Regions from separate parts of the Arachis hypogaea genome. Here region 1 is linked to region 2. The links are chromatin contacts, called in public Hi-C maps. All regions are on one chromosome and are shown on one strand. Each heading gives the region's core, a stretch centred on a gene start, on an enhancer-like site or on the middle of the called end of the contact. The rest is flanking DNA. Distances are from core to core; before and after follow the strand shown. Region 1 has its middle 7.6 kb from the start of LOC112767606. Region 2 overlaps LOC112766678 (amino acid transporter AVT1I-like).

Region 1 (3,269 bases), core at 253-2,752, 130 kb before region 2:
TTCAAAAGTAAATTAATTAAGTTGTTTATTCAAACTAGACCTAAATATTTAAAGACAAAAAAATATTATAAAACTAATAAAATTTATTATTTTTAGTCAATAGTTAATGAATAATATTTAAAAATATAAATTAAAAATATATTATCAAATTATTAGACTAAAAAATAAAAATATTAAATTGATAATTAAAAATAATAATAATAAATAATAAATTTGCTGACACACTTTTTTTAACATATTTTGAGATTTTTTTCACAAAGCTAACATAATTTATCATTAGCTATTATAAAGTAAACTATTAAAACGATACCTCAAAGTTTACATTATTAATAAAAAAATTCTAAAAAATGTTAACGATAAATAAACTCTCGAAAGATTTAAAAACGCAACAAAAAAATTAGATATTAAATATATATTCTAAAAAAAGACTTTAGATATTAGATTTTGATGTAAATTTTTGTAATTATTATTAAAAAATAAGATATTTTTATCTTTAAAATTTGGTAATTTTATGTCAAGTAAATTTTTTTAAAAGAATTTTATTCTGAATTATCATTTTTTAAAAAAAAAACAAAAAAAATTAAAGATCAAATTTTGTTCCAAATTTTTTGTGTACTTTCTAAATATTTATTCAAATATTACCACTTAAATTTATATTAAATAGAAAAATCGTTTGCTAAATACAAAAAAAAAATTGTCTCTTACAAAAAATATAATAATTATTAGTTATTTTTATTATATTTTTAAATTATTTAAAGAGCAATTTTATTAATATCATCTTTCAGAAATTTTATTGTCAATAACTGAATTTTTTAAATACTAAATTAATAGTTAACTCACTAATATAATTTAAAAAAAAATTTAAGTGTATTTAAAATATTAATATTTCAATAATTTTAATCGTTAATTTTAATTAATATATATTATAAAATTTTTTAAATATATTCAAAATATCGATGTTGTAATAATTATATATATTTTTTATAATTAAAATTAACTATTAAAATTATTAAAATATCAATATACTTACTACACTAGAAAATATACTTTTTCTTTTTCATATCCATTTAAACTATTGTAATACCTGTACACTTAAAATTCTTCCATTAATTTAACATAATGGCAATATTGTTAAGAAAAGTTTAAGAGTCAGTAACTTTATTAAATTATGGCCAGCATGTAATTAACAAAAAAAAGTGAGACATTAGATGAAATTTCACACCAACTTTACACTATTAAAATCATCATTAATGATTATTTAATCGTTACAAATCACAAAAGTTACTGCTCCTAGCATTCCTCGTATTATTATATTGGGAGTTGCATGAGTGCCACGTGGACCAATGTTTTCTCTTTCCCATAAAGTTACGATGAAGTGACACAAAAATACAAAATGCATGCGGAATATTAATTATTTAAATTTTTATAGGAGAAGAAGAGAAAAGAGAAAACATGGCGTGAAAGACAAGAACAAATCAGGAGTAGGATTTAGTTAGGTCACTTAGGTGCACGAATAATATATATCATTACATACACTACGGTATTATTCTATTTAAAAACAATATTGATGACGTTAATACCCGGAAAATTTTGTGTGTTAGCTCATTGTCCAATTATCGTCTGAAAAATTTGTGTTTTTCACCGTTAGATAATAAAAAATCAATCATACTTGAATATAGATGTGGCATCTCATTATTTTTCTTTTCGAACAATAAAAAGATAAAGTCTTCAAAAGTCATTAATTGATTTTGACTTGAGCATATATACTTAGTTGTTACGCATTTGGCCAATTGGAATTTGTTCTCTTTTTCATTCTCATGATTTAACTTAGGTACTTTTAATTTACAACCCCGCCCAATAAAAGTATCATGGTTATTTCATATCAGTAATAAACTAATATATCCCCTCCACTACCCCTTAATAACTATGATCACAAGTTGAGATTCTTTAAATTTATACATACTTTTGGCAGGGATGAATTGGAGGACTTTACTTTGTATATTATTCTCTTCTACAAATTTCTGTACCACAAAGAATCAAATAAATATAAAGCAACAATTTTACAAAAAAAAATTATCTTATATTATATTGTACAAATTCTTTCTTTACAAGTAATTAAATTTTAAGATCGAAAGAAAACCACCATAATAAAATGCAAAAATTATCTTATTTAAATGAGTTGTATTCAATTTATTCCAGTATTAATTTGTCCCTTACTATATATATCATCTTTTTAAAACTAAAAGATGAAAATATATGTCAAGATGATCATTTTACTTTAAAATTAAGAGTAATTCTAGTTAGAAAAACAATATTTTAAAATTATTTTATTTAACTTAATACTTATAATTTTATATATGTAATATTTATAATTATACACTTATTATATTTAATATTATATATTTATTTTAATAGTCAGTAATTAATAAATACAAACAAAAACCAAAAAAACAAATTATGACCATCTTTGGCTTCCTAGAATTTAACCTCAAACATTATATACATAAAATAATAAAATTATACATATTAAATTAAATAAAAATAATTTTAAATTATTACCTTTCTAATATTACTCAATTAATTATTATTTATCACACTACAATAAATTCGAATTGAGGCAACCCTTTAAAAACATTGCCTATAATAAGAAAAAGCGATGCCTTTGATTAAAGGCAACACTTTTTGATAAAATGCAACACTTTTTGGAATTGGCTATACGGCCGTTACCTTTGGTCTAAAGCAACAGTTTTTTGCATCAAAGAAAACCCTTTTCGTGGCAACCTTTAAAAAACATTGCATTTTCTACTAAAAAATAATTTTATGTAAGGGTTGCTTTAGAGGACCCAAACACAACGCATTAATAAAGACTTTATTGTGACATTTTTTACGAGTTGTATTTTTTAATACATAAAGTAACACTTGTCTAAGTTTTTTTAAGTTTCCTTTTAATATACCTAAAGCAATACTTGTATAAACTTTTTTTGTTCTTTTTTTAACTTTTTTCATATACCTAAAATAACACTTGTCTAAGTTTATTTGCGGTTATCTTTTACCTAAAACAACATCTTATTGAGTTTTTCTTAGGTTCTCTTTTTTATATTTAAAGAATTTTTTTTTTTACATTTCTTATATTTATATGACATTTGAAGGATATATAGCACATATTAATAATATCTAAATATTTAAATTCAATTTAATCGATATAAGAAGAATAAGCTAATATATATTGCATATATATAGAAAGGTATTTTAAGTGCCAATTAACATAC
Region 2 (3,153 bases), core at 342-2,841:
TTAACACAAAAATTTAACCCAAAAAAATAAAGTAAAAAAAAAAGGTGATTTTACTGATAGTTCATTACTTAACTAATAGTTCTTACTTAACTCATTGTTTAGTGAATATCTCCATGTAAGTGAATTGACATTATAATTATTAAAATCGATTTGGTCAAGATAGAGTCACTAAATTGGTATATTTTTTCGTTCAAGACTTAGTAGAAGCTAACATTATTCATTTATTCCAGGAGACAAAATTTTCCAAGTACTCTGCCCATCTTGCACGTTTTAAAATTCCAAACCCACCTAACTATATGTTATTACATGTATCATTTACTTTAATTTGTTACAGGTGTTGCTGGTGTGCTTCACATTGTGCACTCTAGTATATGCAGCAACAGCAGTTTTGGGATACTTAATGTTTGGATCAGAGGTTGAATCAGAAATAACTCTGAACCTTCCAAAAGAAAAACTGAGTTCAAAAGTGGCGATATACACAACTTTGGTTAACCCCATAACCAAATATGCTCTGATGCTAAGGCCAATTGTGGATGCCACAAAAAACGTGCTTCCATCACACTACAACAAAAGGCCAAAGCTCACACATATACTAATTAGTAGCATATTGCTCTTCACCACTGTTGTTGTTGCACTCACTGTTCCATTTTTTGGGTACCTAATGTCCCTTGTTGGTGCATTGTTAAGTGTCTCTGCTTCATTCCTAGTGCCATGTGTTTGCTACTTGAAGATTTCTGGAACTTATGGGAAATTGGGATGTGAAATGATCGTCAATTATTCCATAGTGTTAGTAGGAGTTGCAATTGCAGCATTTGGAACTTACACTTCCCTCTTAGAAATAATTAGGCATTTATAGTTGTAATTCCCCATTTGTACTTTTTTTTTAAAATAAAAAATACTGAGATTACTTACATATATCATGTATCGTAAGTAATCCATTTGGAAGTTTGGTTAAACCATGTGGTCTCCTATTGAATGCACTCGAGATTAATGTAAAATAAATAAATCGAAGAGTAGCATAGGTAGTTATTGTTTTCTTTTTCTTTTTTATTTTTTTTTCCGGGAAGAGAATTTCAATCAATTAGAGGTATTCAAACTGTCAAAAAGACTAAGCTACATATGTTTTTTTCCCTCTGTTGTTGATGCCGATAAATTAATGATTACCCTATAGGGGATCAAAATTCTTTTTAAGGGGTTTGTCGTTAGACTTCAATTACTATTTTTATAAAGCGGGAGTAGAACTTCTAAGGCTTATTTAAGTTGAAGAGTAAGTTCAGTTAATCATTCAAGTTACCTAAGTTATAAATATTTTTTGTTTTGTTTTTTATAGTATGGCATAATTCGACAAACTAAAAACTGATTAATTATAAATTTAAAATTTATTTAAAAATTTATTGTAAATTAATTAATTATTATATGCACAAAATTTAAACTCTTAATACTTGTTTAAATAAATTAATAAATTAATTACTAAATTAATCCAAGATTATTTCAAAGTTACAAATGTTGGTAGAGGCATCTTCCAAACAGGCCAGCTCATCTTCTATTCTATTCCCATCCGTTCTAGTACTATGATTCAACCAAATAGATGGGCCAACGCTACAGTGATGATTTTTTTTTTTCTACATGTGATGAAATTTGCTGTCATACCTTTGGGCATGACACGTTTCCTCTATTTTGCAGAATAGTCAAATAATGATTCAGAAGAGTCGGGTTCGGATTGCTTTATACTTCCGATTTCATCACGTCTAAAGTCATGTGTTAATTCTGACAGTTTTTTTTTTTTTTTTTGGTATCCTGTTTGCTCGGAAGAGAGCCATCTATCTTTAATTCTTTCTATAAGGAATTTTGGGTTACTTTTTCGGAAATCTCCCTTAAGATTTAATCTAAGTAATCGGTCAAATATTGAGTTTTGAGTCGCTGGAATTGAATACTATAAAATAAAGACTGAGGTGAACTTCGTCTTTTAGACTCTTACAAAATTGCTTAAAAAAAGAAAAAGAGAAGAGATGATTATTAGCAACATTTTTAAATATTTTTTATTGTCCATTTTGTAAGTATGGGCTTTAAAGGCCCACTTTTCGTTGGACCGTTTCTTTTTTCTTTTTTCTAAGCCAATTTTTGGATTTTTATTGGAGTTAATGGCAGAATTTGCTATGTCACAAGGAGCTGCACAAAGATTCGAACCTTCATTAAGCTCAAGAGGCTATAGAAAGATAATAGTAGCAGTGTATATGAGTGTATATGGGTATGTGGTGTAAAAAACAAAAAAAAATCTTTTTAGACAGCCGAAACCTAATGGCAGTATCATCTGTCTCACTCCTCAATAAAAAATATAAAACCCATGTTAGTAGCAGGAGTGTTTGTATGAGTGAATGTATGTTGTGTAATGTATAAAACCAAAAAAAAAAAAAAAAGAAAATGTCTTTCCGTAAATTAGATTTTTGGGTTACGAAATAATCTTGAATATGGACAGTAATAGGATATTTTTTATATTGGGGGATTGGACCTATAGTTATTGATGAATAAATAGTCGTGTAATATTGATATAGTATCATTTATTATGTAATATCAGTCAATTTTAACATCATCAATAAAAGAAGTAACGAGCCAATGAGTTATAGCTCAAATGGCATAGGTTGCGGGTTCGAGTCTCCTATCTTTGGTAAAAAATAAAAAATAAAAGAAGTAACGAATAATCAACATGATTAACTTGAAATATTTGAAAAACGAATTTGATTAAAAAAATTTTTTGATAACCAATTCCAAAAACGAATAATTTTTTAAGGATGAATTTGATTACTTATTCATTATTGATGGTTTAGACCTAACCTTTTTTAGGTGGATTTGACAAAATAAGTTGGCCCCAAATTAAGTAAAGGGTGTTGTAATCCTTTTTAATTTAATAAATTTTAGTTTTTTATTTATTATTTTATATCAATGGCTCGAATTTAGAGTTTAACATTTAGAATTTAGAATTTATTATTTAATATTTATGATTTAGAATTTAAGAAACACTAAAATTTTTATTTTTATATTATCATTCACCGGTTTTATTTATATTTATATAAAACTAAATCTATTTTAGATTAAAAATATAGGCATAGTGTTAATATGAATTTCATATGACAGAAAATAATATTCGTGTTGATG

Evidence for each region. A called contact is a pair of places that touch in the nucleus more often than the background predicts.
Region 1: a contact with region 2 is called in a Hi-C map of an unstated tissue, with 4 times the contacts expected there. The contact joins two enhancer-like sites. A contact is called at or near these places in 3 of 8 Hi-C or Micro-C datasets (leaf and an unstated tissue).

What each region holds. Positions count from the first base shown.
Region 1 is chr17:26,119,069-26,122,337 of arahy.Tifrunner.gnm2.J5K5, reverse strand. No RefSeq gene overlaps it. Among protein-coding and RNA genes, the nearest start is that of LOC112767606, 7.6 kb to the right of the region's middle. Within about 2 kb of position 1,502, at least 2 of the 3 cell types and tissues checked have open chromatin away from gene starts, as enhancers often do.
Region 2 is chr17:25,993,394-25,996,546 of arahy.Tifrunner.gnm2.J5K5, reverse strand. It overlaps LOC112766678 (amino acid transporter AVT1I-like), which reads left to right. Exons shown (of 3, transcript XM_072222618.1): 3 at 335-1,025. The coding sequence ends at 856. Among protein-coding and RNA genes, the nearest start is that of LOC112767180, 6.5 kb to the right of the region's middle. Within about 2 kb of position 1,591, at least 3 of the 3 cell types and tissues checked have open chromatin away from gene starts, as enhancers often do.